2 separate regions of the Sus scrofa genome follow, and region 1 is linked to region 2. Evidence: chromatin contacts called from public HiChIP or PLAC-seq data. All regions are on one chromosome and are shown on one strand. The core of a region is the stretch at or near the end of the contact, and the rest is flanking DNA. Distances in the headings are between cores, read along the strand shown.

Evidence for each region. HiChIP or PLAC-seq counts read pairs in DNA pulled down with a chosen protein or histone mark.
Region 1: an H3K27ac HiChIP or PLAC-seq map of alveolar macrophages shows a contact between it and region 2. The contact joins the enhancer-like site here to the promoter of LOC100152206 in region 2. A contact is called at or near these places in 2 of 5 promoter capture datasets (fetal liver and liver), 4 of 47 Hi-C or Micro-C datasets (blood, psoas muscle, retroperitoneal adipose tissue and 1 more) and 1 of 2 datasets of contacts at active chromatin or transcription factors (alveolar macrophages).

What each region holds. Positions count from the first base shown.
Region 1 is chr1:109,974,750-109,982,050 of Sscrofa11.1, reverse strand. It overlaps VPS13C (vacuolar protein sorting-associated protein 13C), which reads right to left. Exons shown (of 83, transcript XM_021094365.1): 11 at 6,359-6,486; 12 at 3,861-3,967; 13 at 3,156-3,327; 14 at 1,900-1,962. Among named protein-coding and RNA genes, the nearest start is that of VPS13C, 47 kb to the right of the region's middle. Within about 2 kb of position 5,115, at least 6 of the 83 cell types and tissues checked have an H3K27ac peak or open chromatin away from gene starts, as enhancers often do. A contact at or near this core is called in alveolar macrophages and retroperitoneal adipose tissue, where this site is marked.
Region 2 is chr1:109,924,407-109,932,199 of Sscrofa11.1, reverse strand. LOC100152206 (C2 calcium-dependent domain-containing protein 4A) reads left to right here and starts at 4,440. Exons shown (of 4, transcript XM_013992909.2): 1 at 4,440-5,599. It overlaps VPS13C (vacuolar protein sorting-associated protein 13C), which reads right to left and starts at 931. Exons shown (of 83, transcript XM_021094365.1): 1 at 712-931. The coding sequence starts at 811.

The sequences.
Region 1 (7,301 bases), core at 3,866-6,365, 49 kb before region 2:
AGAAAATAGGAGTTCCCGTCGTGGTTCAGTGGTTAACGAATCCAACTAGGACCCATAAGGTTGCGGGTTTGATCCCTGGCCTTGCTCGGTGGGTTAAGGACCTGGCATTGCCATGAGCTGTGGTGTAGGTTGCAGGCGCGGCTCAGATCCCACGTTTCTGTGGCTGTGGTGTAGGCCAGCAGCTACAGCTCCAATTAGACCCCTAAGTCTGAGAACCTCCATATGCCGTGGGAGCAGCCCTAGAAAAGGCAAAAAGACAAAAAATAAAAAATTTTTAATTAAAAAATAAATAAATAAAAAAAAGAAAATAAAGTTACAAAACCTCTTCTTGACTCCACATCCCCCACCAGTTGCCACTCCATTTAGCCTGTTTTCCACCTGCAGAGATATATCATACTGTTTGTATCTACTTTCTCCAATTCTTCATCTTCCATCCTCTCTCACTTCTATCAAATTTCTACTCGTAACAGTCTATAAAACTTGCTCTTTAAGTGACTTTTTTATGGCTAAATCTAATGATGGAACTTTCAGTTCCACGATGGTTTAAGCCTTCTACAGCCCATCCTTCACTGCTGATTACAATGAGAAATTGTAGATAAAACACAGAAGACACCTATCACAGACTGTAAAAAAATAAGTAAAGTAGGCAGATGGTGGAGAGGAGTCAACACTTCGAGAAGCGACCTTCACAAGGGTGAGTTCCTCACATTTTTTTCCCACAGGTTGTATCCGCCCTTCACCTGCCCCTGAACTTCTCGCTCCAGGGGTCTTACCCTCGGGTAGTCCCCTTCCCTTGAGTGCAGGCATGACCTGTGACTTGTTTCTAACAAATAAAATAGGGCAAAGGTGCCAAGATTTACATGATTATGTGCACAAAATTGCAGCGGCTGTCTTGCCAGAATATCTCTCTCCCTTAGAAGAAGCAAGCTGCCATGTTGTGGGCTAAGCGGAGAGGCCCAACTGGCAAGAAAGTCAAGTGCTATTGATGAGCTGAGGGCAGCCTCTAGCCAACAGCCAGCAAGAAACTCAAGTCTTCCATCCCACAAACACAAGGAGGTAAATTCTGCCAACAGAAGCAGATTCCTCATCAGCTATTCCCTAAATGAGAACACAGTTTATTCACCACCTTGATGCAATATTTTGTGACCTTAAGCAGAGAACTTGGTGAGCAGAGGGCTGGACTTCTGACCCTCAAAAAACCTGAGATAATAATAGTGTGTTGTTTTAGATCACTAAGTTTTTCAAGCAACCAGAGAAAACTACTTCACACGGCTCTGCCCTGAGAGAGACTGAATCACAGAGCCATGCAGAGGCACAGGCATTGAAACCTGAGAAACTCCAAGGAGCCAGAAAATGGAGTCCATTAGAGCCAGTGCATAGGGGAAATTCCAGTGGGGAAGAGCCAGAGAATGGGAGAGCTCTTTAATTCTGTGTATGAACCTGCCCAAATTTCAGGGAGGGAAAGAAGGAGGGAGAGAGAGACAAAAGAATATGGGTGAAGGAAAGGAAGAAGGAAGGAAGGGAAGAGGGAATAAAGAGAAAGAAACAGGTGATACAGAGAATAAATAAGTCTTTCATGGGAGAAGAATTGAAAGCCTATACATCAAAATGTTAACAGTATTATTCTAGGTGGCTAGGATTATAGATGATTTTTTCTTTCTTTCAGGGAGTTATCAAATTTTTTGTTACCAATTTTAAAACTTTTTCCCTTCATATTAGTGGATTTTTTCCAATATTCAATTTTATTTTCTCCTGAGACTAAATAAAGCCATGAAAACTCAACCTTTATTCTTGAGTAAATATCAACAACTTCCCATGGAATTCAGATTTCTTTATCGCAGGTTTAAAGGGGTTAATATTAACATGTTTAAAACAAAATCAGCCAATAAAAATGATTACCTCAACTTGTGCTTGCTGCCTTGCTAAAATTATGTTAAAAACATCTAGAGTCTTCTCCAAATCCTATAAAACAAAGAGACACTTATAAACAAAGAAAACAATCATTAGATTAAAAAAAATTTTTTTCTTCTATAATTCTAAGTTTATTCTAGTCCATGAACAAACAGCGTCTGTGATCTAATGAAAGTAAGTATAAATTTGGACACAAACTTAGCTTTTACACTTTCTTCTTGTTGCAATGTGAGAAACAGCTTTCCAAGAAAGCAAATCCTCATTACATACAATATGGAGATAAGAATGTTAATGAGACTACTATAATACACAGATAGCCATATATGCAAATGGAAACAAGAATACTTAGGTGGGGGACCTGTTTATCCTTATGGTTGTTACTTCTGACTCCCTCTATTCGACATTATTTATAATCACTGTACTAAAAAGCACCTTAATAAAACACAAAATTTAGGAACGTAAAATTCTGCAAATCAAATAGGCTAAAGCAGAAACTGATCTAGGGAATTTACTTAAGAGGAATCTAACACGTTCTGGGTGACCTGTGTGTCAGGAGCTCTTCTGTGTTATTTCATGCAATTCTCACAACTCTCTAAGATGTATACTGTTTCCGTTTTATGCATGAGAACACCAGACCTGAGAAACTAAGAAATGTGATGCTTTTTCTAATATACAATATAAGTGATTATCATATATTTCAGAATAATAGGAATTCAATTAATTTTTTACACAGTGAATTTGTGGCAAAATAGTTATATAGTTAAGATCAAATGATATTAAGCAAGTTATGCATTCAGTGTATCTTTTTCCCACATTTCAGAAGGGGATAAATAAGACTCGTATCTTGAGGAATAAGGCCAATTTTTCACAAGTAATGTTTGAATTCTTTAAAAAAAAAAAAAGCCACTAACAAAACCAGCAATACACATCTAGCTAATAATAAGCACATATCTGAACATCTCTGATAATGATTTTCTAAATATTATTATAAAAACCAAACACATTTCTCCAAATAGTTTATAGTAACCTTATTTTATCAGATATTAGGATATGAGAGAAAGGTTTTTAAAAGAAGAAAAAAACTAGGAAAAAATATTCTGCATTTTTTTCATAAAATTCTCTCAAAAAGAGATCAGTTCTGTTTTTCCTAAAAATTACATTTTAATTCAAATTAAATTTAGAAGAATTAACATTAAAGGATGATTTAACAGATAACAGCTCTCACCAATACATGAAAGATATACCTGAATTTGCTTCTGTATTTCTTCTGGGACTTTAGTCTGGGTTAGCTTATTTTTGTAGGCACTTTTATAACTCTTGAGCAACTGCCTGTGTTTTTTTATGTTACTCCATGACCACATCTGTGTATGCCTCCTTATATGAACTTCAAGAACAGAATCAATTGCATATTTCCACCTGCAAATGAAGTTTTGTTAATGCACACAAAATATAAAGGAAAATAACTTTAACATTTTAGAGCTATACTGTTAACTTATTTTGTTCTTGTTCACTGTGTTCCTCTAAGAGCTCAGCAATAATATTTCAATTCCGTAGTACAATTCTCGGACTTAAACAGACTATGAAATGAGCAAATCACTCCAGGAAGAGGGTATGCCAAACCATGCCAAAATCATAAAAGCACAAAATGACATATTGCGTGAAAGAGTATCCCAACATGGTTATAACACTGAGTCCACATGTAGGACCAAAGGGCACTAAGACCAGAAAAGTGCTGACAATCTAGAATGCCAAGTTAGGAATTAAGAGGAGGAGTACAAGAGAATGTGTTTATGAAACAAGTAATAAGGACATAATAAAAAAGATATCCCTCTAATGTCTACTTTTTAAAGTAGCTTCATTATATCACTTTAAGAGTCTTTAGCTCTGAGAGTCCCTAACTTATGATTATATGTTTCTTATTTTAAAAAATTTTTTTAAATTTAACTTACCATTGTCGACCATGGTTATGAAGCGGTAAATAAGGTTTGTATTTCCTGTAAGGAGCATTTCTAACCATATAATCCACTGACTCCAAAAAGTCAATCATACTTAAGTACTATTAAAACAAAAATCAAATTATATTTATTACATTGTGCACATGCATAAAGACCAAATTTTATTATATTTCCAGTATAGTGAGACTTCAAATTTCCTGAATGAATACGACAGTTGCCTAAATTCAATAAAATATTTCATCCAATTTAAGACATCAATTATAAGTTGCAAGGTAATCTTTAAGTTTCGCTCCAAAAGAAAACCCAGTGCTGCCAATTAAGCTGCCATTATCACCAATGACAATATATATCCTATTTTCGAGTATGTTGAAATGTGAAATAAATATACATTTTAGAACCAATGAAATATGGTATCTTTAACTACTGACATGGAGCATGATTATTCCTAAAACTACATATTTTTCCTCTGGACCATCATTTCAAGCCTTGGCTATTTATGAACTGAGTTTCAAACTGCTCCAGAATATTACTATATAATGAAGCAAGACAAAGCTATTTAATCACCTATCTTACCACCAAGACAACTGTGTGTGTATCTGGTCAACAGCTCAAATGATTAGAAATATATACACACATACATACACACACCAACACACAACTGTAGATAAGATGAAGAAAGGGGAAGTCCAGCTGGTGCTTCTCTATGGTTCTAAACTCAACTCCACCTAAGAGTTACCGTGTGGCTATTCAGTACTCAGCATACGGATAGTCTGAACTTAAATGTACTAATAAGTGTAAAACATAACCCAGATTTTGAAGACTTAAGGAAAAATAAAAGGATATACAATATCTTAACAACTTCTAATTTTGATTACATGTTGAAATGACAGTACTTAGGGTATGTTAAATAAAATGTTATTAATGTTAATAATTTTCTCTTTTCTTTTTACTTTGCTAAGGTAGCTACTAGAAAATTTTAAATTACATATATGATTTGCATTTTATTTGTAATGAACTGCAATGAGCTAAAAGCTCAATTTGCTAAGTACTCCATCTTCCTTTCACTTCCAGTTTTCTGGATCTGTTATGCAAACTCCCTAAGCACATAACGAAACCTGAGAAACAAATGAAGGAAAAAAACTGCCAACATAGCTGTTTTAAAAATTAAGTGAACAGGAGTTCCCATTGTGGTGCAGTGGAAACGAATGTGACTAGGAACCATGAGGTTGCAGGTCTGTAGGAGAAAATGTCCCAATAAAAACGTAGAAAGGAAAGACCCTGGCCATGATGACTAAGCAAAGTCTAGCCAACTGCCCCAACCACCCCTCCCCCAAGCATCTGCTTCTGTAAATTTGTTTCCGCATCTACTACCTTGCCTGACGTCACTCTGGTCCAACTAGCCAAGCATGGACCCGGAAGAAGCAGCCCATAAAAGCCTTGTGAAACCCTTCTTCCGGGCTCAGACTCTGGAGAGCGATCTCCTCTGAGCCCGCCAGTGTAATAAACCTGAGTTCTCCAACTCTCTGAGTGCTCGCTTGGTTTCTCACCGGGTAAAAGAGCTGATCCCACAGAGCTGCTGGAGCTAGTATGCTACAGCCGCAGGGCTGTCGCCAGAGCTGATATGCTGCAGCACAGGGCTGCTGGGTAGCTGCAATAACAGGTTTGATCCCTGCCTCGCTCAGTGGGTTGAGGATCTGGCGTTGCCGTGAGCTGTGGTGTAGGTTGCAGACATGGCTCAGATCTGGCATTGCCGTGGCTCTGTCATAGGCCGGTGGCTGCAGCTCTGATTAGACCTCTAGCCTGGGAACCTCCATATGCTGCAGGTGTGGCCCTAAAAGGACAAAAGACAAAAAAAAAAAAAATTTAAGTGAACGATATTAACATAAGAGTGTCTGCTATTAAAACCTGAGGAGTTCCTATCTTGGCACATCGGAAACGAATCTGACTAGGAATCGTGAGGTTCCGAGTTCAATCCCTGGCCTCTCTTAGTAGGTTAAGGATCCAGCATTGCCATGAGCTGTGGTGTAGGTCACAGACTCAGCTCAGATTTGGCGTGGCTGTAGCTGTGGCGTAGGCCAGCAGCTGTAGCTCTAATTCAACCCTACCATGGGAAACTCCATATGCTGAGGGTGAGGCCCTAAAAAGCAAAAAAAATAAAATAAGATAAAATAAAATCTGAGGAAGAAAAAATCCACTAAAATCCTCTACCAGCAATTAGGAATTAAATGGGAATCATGTCATTCACTATAATTTGGTAAGATTCTCCACTAACGGGGAAAATCAGATAAAATAAAGGAAAATTATTTCTTAAATTTGATATTTCTTTTAAATATATATATTAAAATTATATATATATATACATTAAAAATAGATAAATATTTAGGAGACCAATATCAACATAACAAACTAAAAGAACCACCAGAGCAATGGAGAAGGAAAAATCACAGAGATTCAAGGCTAATCAAGGCTAGAAATGTCCAAATGAATCTTACCTGAGGTTTGGTCAGTTCAATGGCAATATTTTGTACTTCTATGTTCCAATCAAGTTTAGGTGTTTTGAGTTCTGCTTCTGCATAAGGATTCATGTAGAGTTTTGCAGAGGCTGATATTGGCTGGAAAACTTATACCACATGGGAAAACATAAGATATGTTTATATGCCCTTACATATGAACAACTGTAAATAATTTTGAGAATACTGTTACTCTGAAAGTAAAAATAAAATGATCAAAACTATACAAAAAAAAGTTAAAAAAATAGCTACAAAAACTATTAAAGCATCTACTTAACTGAACACAAACTATCAAACACAATGGTAAAAATGGAATCTCCAAGGAAGAAATTGGTGTTCTATGCTTCTAAATTAGACATGTACAAAATATGGAGTTCCCATCATGGCTCAGTGGTTAACGAATCCGACTAGGAACCATGAGGTTACGGGTTCGATACCTGGCCTCAGTCAGTAGGTTAAGGATCTAACATTGCTGTGAGCTGTGGTATAGCAGACGCGGCTCAGATCCTGCATTTCTGTGGCTCTGGTATAGGCCGAAGGCTACAGCTCCAATTAGACCCAAGCCTGGGAATCTCCATATGCTGTGGGTGCGGCCCTATAAAGACAAAAGACACACATACAAAAAAAGAAAAGAAATGTACAAAATATAGACAATCTAATCTTGGTTATTCACAGTCTATGGAAAACTATGCTTCTCTTCCTTGCTATAAGACATTTAATGATTTTATTATTCATTAAAAATAGGTAGAAAACAAAATTTGACTCATTTCTGTCATACTTAATCACTGTCAGAATTTAGGAATGGAATCATGAATCAAATTCATACTACCCAGAAAAAACCTGCCTATCACTTTATAATTTTCAAAATAATCATTACATATAAATCTTAGACTCAACTAAAAACAGTATTCTTAAAGTTGAGAAG
Region 2 (7,793 bases), core at 3,191-5,690:
CGCTCCAAAACAAAATTGAAAGTCCTCTTCTTATTGAGGGAAAAATCAATGTTAAAGGAAGGAGTCACTTTCTCTGAAGCTCCAAGTATTTAAGATAAGAATCCCCACCAACAAGCTTTTCGTAGTGATCTTCCCCTGCCTGCTGATGATCCTTTCCCAAATCCTTCAGTCTTCAAGAGAAGCCAGTTCCTACTAGCTAACAACTGCCAGAAAAAAATAACTGCGGAACACAATTTCCTTTCTCCTCTTCCTTGGTGCCACTTTGAGCTGTGTGACCACACAACCATCCTCCCTGCACACGGTGCGGGAGCAGGGAGAGGTTTTTTTCTGCTGGGGAGTCAAAGGGTTCAGGCTGAGAGCAGTTAGAGGTTCTCCAAGGTGGGCAGGTGGGGCGGGGCAGGGGCTTCGGCCTCAGGGAAGCCAAAGCTGGGAATCCCCGCAGCGTGGGCGCGATCCGGCCGCGCCTCCCCAACATGAGCCCGCTCCCCGAGACCTGCTAATGGCAGAGGCGGGAACAGGCCTCCAGACTTCGCCCACCTGCGGCCCGGGAGGGTGCCCCGCCAAGCACCCTCCTCGGAGGAGGAGCCTCGGGCGGCGAAGGGAGCAGGGCCCCGGCTGGAGCAGGGACGGGGGACGGGAGCAGCCCGCCGCGTGGGCCCCTCGGCCAGCGCTGGCAACCCCCGCAGCCCGCGGCCGCGCCCTCTCGCTTACCGCCCCAAATGCCCAGCTTCAGCTGGGACTTGTTCAGGTTCTCCACATAGTCCCCCAGGAAGCGGTTCAGCAGGTCCGCGACCACCGACTCCAGTACCATGGTGGGGCCGAGGCGCGGGAGAAGGAGGAGCCGGAACCGCCTGGTGCAGCTGAGGGCGGCGACCCGCGCGGAGAATGACAGCCCCCTGGCGCCGGCCCGCCCCCGCGCCGCGCCGCACCGCGCGTGACCCGGCCAGTGCGCAGGCGCGCCGCCGCCGGGACCGGGGGGTGCGTGAACGCGCCGCAAACTCGCGGCCTGCTGGCGGATGTACACCCAGCCAGCCCAGGGCGGGAGGGAAAGGGACCCGGGAGCCGGCTTTGGGGCTGGCCCAATGGCCTGCACCTGAGGAAGGGGGTGTTGGAGAGGGAAAAGGGAGGGTAGGAGTTACTGAGCACGGGGACATCTTTGTGGCCCCTCTTCTACCATGCGGTAGCCTTCTGTCGGCCTCGGGGCCGCAGAGCGCAGCCGTTCCGGCGGCAGCTCGGTGGAGCCTACGCGACCGGAGCCTGGCGCTTCATAGGCCTTTGGTCAGTACTGAGCGCCTAAATAACCACCCCTTCAGGAGGAATAAAGGAGACCTTTGCACGCTGGTCCTGCTACCTATCAACTGTGCCTGAGATAGCCCTCCGTCTTTTTTTGCTTCCTGAAAACATACTTTAATAATTTACAACTGTAAGGAGAAGGAACAGAACCCCATCAAGATGACAGATAAACTGGGGACTGAGTATGCATTTCGTTAACTTGTTATTTTTCCTCCCTTCTGGGTCTGATTGGCTCTTACTTAACTCATGAGCCACTTCTTAGTTACCTCATTAAGGAAACAAAGAATGAAACATAGTACTTCCTTTTTTATCTTTAGGTGAGGGTTAGCTGTTACTTATTTATCACTTTCATGCAATCACTGAACTGTTACTGGTGTGGCAAGACCTTCAAAGTGAGGCTTTATATAACGTAAGGGCTTTTTTCAGTTAGTAAAATTAAACCACCCACTGACAAGCCAATTCTCTTTGGACTTTTTTCTAATATTTATTTCAAAAAATTGAGGTACTATAAACAGACATAAAACAAATAATTAGATTATTGTAGTCACAAGTTAATTAAATGCTTTGCTACACACAGTGTCTGAAAATATGTGTGAATTGCTTTTAAACATCTTCTATGGACAATGTGTGCCCCCAAAATTCATATGTTGAAATCCTAACCTTCATTGTCCTGGTATGGGAGCAGAGCACGGGCTTTGGGAGGTAATTGGGTCATTGGGTAATTAAGCAGGGCCGTCATGAATGTGAGTAGAATCTTTATAAAAGAGGACTCTTGTAGAAGAGACTCAGAGAGCTCCCTCACCCCTTCTGCCCTGTGAGCATGGAGCAAAAAACAGCTATCTATGAACCAGAAAGTGGGCCCTCACAAGACAGGGAGTCAGCTGGCACCTCCATCTTGGACCTCCTGGCCTCCAGAACTGTGAAAAGTAAATTTGTGTTGTTTTTAAACCACCCAGTCTATAGTATCTTGTGACAGCATCCTAAACAAACTAAGAAGATCAAAAAGGAAAATCATTCCTTTTTGTCTATTGGAGGACAAAAAAGTCAAAATGTCCACAATTGGTGCTACAGAAAATGGATGTAAAAGAGAATCAGCACTAGCCAGTACTGGTGCTGTCAATATCCACCTCCATCCTTCGCTCCTGCACACAGAATATAAATCCTCAACCATTTCTTTTTCCTAGCTTAGTCAACCTGACAAAATACTTGGGATATATTTAGAAATATTTCATACTTCTTTCCTTCAACATCCACAACCAATCAACAGTCCGACCTGGCTATTCTGCTTTCACCATATTTCTTTCTTTATTTCTTTTTTTTTAGGGCCAAACCCCTCGGCATATGGAGGTTCCCAGGCTAGGGGTCAAATCAGAGCTGAAGCTGCTGGCCTACACCACAGCTGCAGCAACACCAGATCCTTAACCCACTGAGAAAGACCAGGGATTGAACCTGAGTCCTCATGGATGCTAGTCAGATTAGTTTCCTGTGAGCCATGATGGGAACTCCTCATCATATTTCCTAAATTATCTCTATGTCTCATCTGAACCATGCAGTCACCCTCTAACTGGCCTCCTGGACTCCAGCTTTTTCCTTTTCCATCCATCTGCTCACTGTCAATGTAGCTAATTTCCCAAAGCACAGGTTACTGTTCTGCTCACAAAGACCTAATACCTTTCTGGTGTAAAGAAAGCCCTCTTCAACTCATCCCAACAACCCCTCTCCTCTTGTTCATGCACAGCAACTACGCACTGAGGAGAAGGCAAAAAATTAATATGTTCTGGTTGGGATAGGCATGTTCCCCAAAAATTTTACAAGGACGTATGAATAATAGTGCAAGATGATACAAAAGATGCCCCAGGCAGAATAATCTGCTGGGAGAAGTGGACAATACTACTCCCTGTGTAATACTAACTTCTCGTACTTTCATAGTACTTTATACTTTTGAAAGGATAATGCATATGCCTGACTTTATAAACATTATTCCATTTTATTAATACTTCTTCAGTTATACCTCATGAGCTAGTATGCCAAGGTATGCATTTTCAAGTAATCTTCACAAAAGATCTGTGAGACAAGTAATGCAGGTGGTAGTATTGTCCTCATAGAAAAATTAAAGTCAGTGGTTTACATAAAATTACACAGCAGGTATTTATTTCCTTCAGCTCCCTGAGGACTGCCACCCTCTTCTCATTCAACAAGTACAGTTAAATCACCACTAGGCTACTTGTAATTTTCAGAGAACTTAGTTTGAAAGGATAATGGAATAGAAAATCTTAGGGTGGAAAAATTCAGCTCAAAATTGTCAGTACAGGGAGTTGCCTTTGTGGTGCAGCAGAGACAAATCTGACTAGTATCCATGAGGATGCAGGTTCAATCCCTGGCCGTGCTCAGTGGGTTGGGGATCTGGTGTTGCCGTGAGCTGTGGTGAAGTTTGCAGATATGGCTCAGATCTGGCATTGCTGTTGCTGTGGTGTAGGCCAGCATCTGTAGCTCCAATTCCACCCCTAGCCTGGGAACCTCCATATGCCATGGGTGCAGCCCTAAAAAGCAAAAAAAAAAAAAAAAAAAAAAAAAAAAAAAAAGGTCGGTATAAGTAATGCTATTACCAGATAGGACTAAAAGCTTTTAAGTTTCCAGAGTTCCCATTGTGCCACAGTGGTTAACAAATCTGACTAGGAACCATGAGGTTGCGGGTTCGATCCCTAGCCTTGCTCAGTGGGTTAAGGATCTGGCATTGCAATGAGCTGTGGTGTGGGTCGAAGATGCAGCTTGGATCCCACGTTGCTGTGGTTCTGGTGTAGGCCAGTGCTACAGCTCCGATTAGACCAGTAGCCTGGGAACCTCCATATACCACGGGAGCGGCTCAAGAAAAGGCAAAAAAGACAATAAATAAATAAATAATAAAATAAAAGCTTTTAACTTTTAATATTTTACTTTCAATTGATTAATTAATTTATTTATTTTTGCTTTTTTTTTTTTTAGGGCCATACTCGTGGCATATGGAGGTTCCCAGGCTAGGGGTTGAATCAGACTACACCACAGCCACAACAAGGCAGAATCCAGGCCACGTATGTGACCTACATTAACAGTTCATGGCAACACTGGATCCTTAACTCACTGAGCAAGGCCAGGGATTGAACCCAAAACCTCATGGTTCCTAATCGGATTTGTTTCTGCTCGCCACAACGGGAACTCCAATATTTTACTTTTTAAGTATGTTTTGAGAGACTGGTTTTTAGGTGCAAATGTCCCAAGTCTGCCATACTTCTTGCAAAAGTCAGAAATTTATAGTCCTAATCCAAAACAAACCATAACTAATGTGAAGAAACACCGCTGGCACTCTAATGCACAGCACTGAACCAAAAGGAATTTGGATACAGAGGGTAACTAAAGAAAATGAGCATTCTAGTAATTATAGCTCTTACATCCATTCTGGCTTCAGAAAAATGAGCAGGATAACAAAGGCAATGGCAAAGCTAAACTGCAATGAGGAAATGAGCAGTAAAAACAAAGTGCAAAATATTGTTTCTATTAAAAATGAAAGTCAGAATTAGGGACACTTGTTAAAAATTAACAACTCTTGCTTAAAAATTGAAAAAGAAGAAGCTCTAACATCACATTGTCTTACACCCACACTCCCTTTCCCAACCCTCGAGTTTGTTGGGAAAAGCAAAAGGGGGTTGGGGAAAAAAGGAACTAGAGGAGAAAGCTGGAGAATAAGCATGACACCATGGATTTTCAGAAAGTTTAGGTAGGATGTTTAACTGGGAGAAAGTATGTAAGTGGACTGCAGAATGTCAGAGACAGAGGAAATCAAATCTCGTCTGGTTTATCCAACCCCCTCCTTTGACAGATGGAGACACTTGGAAAATTAAGGGACTTGCCAAAGTCCCACAACAAGTTAGTGACTATCAGAGCTAAAACCCAAGTGTCTCAACTCCAAGTTCTTTCCACTACTCCACACTCTAGTTCTGTTGAATGAGATGGACAAGGCAGAACACCAATATTTTATGTGGTTATAAATTCTCTTCTTCTTGCTTTTCTTGACACCCAATTCTTCTATATTATTTTTCAGGTCTGCTTTGAATTATTTCCTTCTACTCCAAAGGCACCTGTGACCTGGATGATGTGCGATCTATTTATGCTTACTTCGCAGAATTGTTTTCCAGCTCCATCACTGGATGTTCCCAGAGCCATGAGCTCGGAATGATCACGGTCTTCCTCTGGGTAGATTTGGGTGTTCCAGGCACAGGGCCTCATCCTGTTACACCATCCTCCCAGTTATCACATGGCTCATGCTTCCGAGGTAAGTAAAACATAAGGCTTAATGTGGTCACAGAGGACCAGCCATGCGAGGACACATCCCTGCTGTTTTCAAGAATAAAGGAAATGCTTCCAGAGTGTTATTGAAGAAAGTAAATTATTAATAAAAACAAAGCAAATCTGCTTGGCTTGGCCAGAAGGAGAAATGTTTTTCTAAAGGAATCCATGTATGAATCACCTAATCCCTAGTCAAGCAGACGTGTATAATAGTAACAGCCAAATAACAGCCAGCATTTACTGTGTGCCAAGCATTTCGTGCATTTTTAATGCTCACAATAATCTTGCGTGGTAGGAATTATAATCCCCATTGTACAGCTTGGGCTCAAAGAGGTTAATTAACTTGCCCACAGCTCCATTGTTAAAAAGTTGCATAACAGATATGAACCTAGGACAGACTGACTCCAAAATCTCTATTTCCTTACCTTTAAATCATCTCTCCCTTCACAACACAGCTTTGTTTAACAATTTCTCAGACCACTTCTCAGATTGTGAGCTTCACCATTTTAACCAGGAGCTCTCTAGGCTCTTATTTGCAGAGCTAACGTCTTATCTCCTAAGAGATAAGAGATAAGCTGAGTCAAAACACATTTTAAGTATGTAATTTGGTAAACATTCTCCCATAGATTTAGCCCATGCCCAAGAATTTTGGCCAGGAGCAGAGCTGCTATAAAAACATAGAAGTCGCTAGTCAAAGGTATGCCAACCCCAGGACCCAGCAACCCTGCCCCCAGACTAAATATATAGTGTTCAATAGTCTTTGCTCATTCCTGCCTCAGTCAGATGGAGTTCAAATAGTTTATCCTCATTATTTCATTCCTCTTCTAACAAATGTACATAGCTGATATGATCTTGTACAGCCTGGATCTACCTGCCTAGTGTAGTGCCTGGAACCCAGGAGGCATTCAGTAAATATTGCTCTGAATGAATAAGTGAACTAATGAACATTTTCTCTCTACTGTAATAACAGTAAATACCTGACAGTGTATATAAAAGACTCTATGCTAACCTTTTTGTATACATTATCACATTATATCCTCACACAAGCTTATTGGTAAGTACTATTATTGTCAGAAGGGGCAAGGGAGCTCTCCTGGTTCTCTTTTATAAGATCACTAATCTTATTACCTCCCAAAAAGCCCACCTCCTAATTTTACATTTTGATACTGTGGCTTAGAAAGTGTAAGTAACTTGCTTAAGGTCACAGAGGGAGCAGCCATTCTAAAATGGGAACCACTTATTTCAGACCCAATTTTCTTAACCACTACATTCTACTACCTTCCTCTATTATTATTACTAATATTAATATTGTTGTTAGGGGACCATTGACTGAAACCACCCACCTTGGCCAGGCATGCATGATATAATAGCTGCTTGCATGAGTTGTCTCACAATAGGTGGCCCCGATAAGGAACCCCCCAGAACTAATGGGGAGGATTTGAGAGGAACCAGTGGGGGGCGGCAATAGAAAGGAGGAGATGACTCATCTCCCAGAATCCTTGGCGCTGGCATCCATCTTGGCTCAGAGGTGTACTCACCACAAGGAAGGACACTCAGTCAGATCAAGTATGGGCTGAGCAAGACAAATGGCCAGAGACAACCCAGGAACTAACGCCATTCCCATAACACCTGAGTCTGGAAGCCATGTGACAGAGCAGTTCTGGATTCCCTTACCCTGCTGCTCTCCACCCAGATGCCCCTTCGCAGTAAAGTCTTTTGCTTTGTCAGTACATGTGTCTCCTAGGGTAATTTATTTCTGAGTGTTAGACAAGAGCCCTGGAAGGGGTCCCTCTTCTTGCAACATTAATATTAATAATAATCACTGCTTCTACATATTTAGCACTTACCATATCCCAAGCACTGTCCTAAATATTTTACATTATTAGAGTTTTTAAATCCCCAAAATAACTCATTTATGACCATTAGTATATATTTTTCTTTCATTTCCCATCATTATGTGAACTTGGAATAATCATAATTTGTAGGCTTTATGCGACAGTTCTAGAGACCATACATAAATCATCCAGTACAGTGCCTGGGTATGTATATATTTTGGCAACAAAATGCACATGCCCTATCCTGAAATCATCTTTGCACAAATTCAATTTGATTTACTGAACACTGGACAATAAAAAAAAATCAGTGCTCATAATTTAAGAAGTGGGTTGTTATTTTTTTAA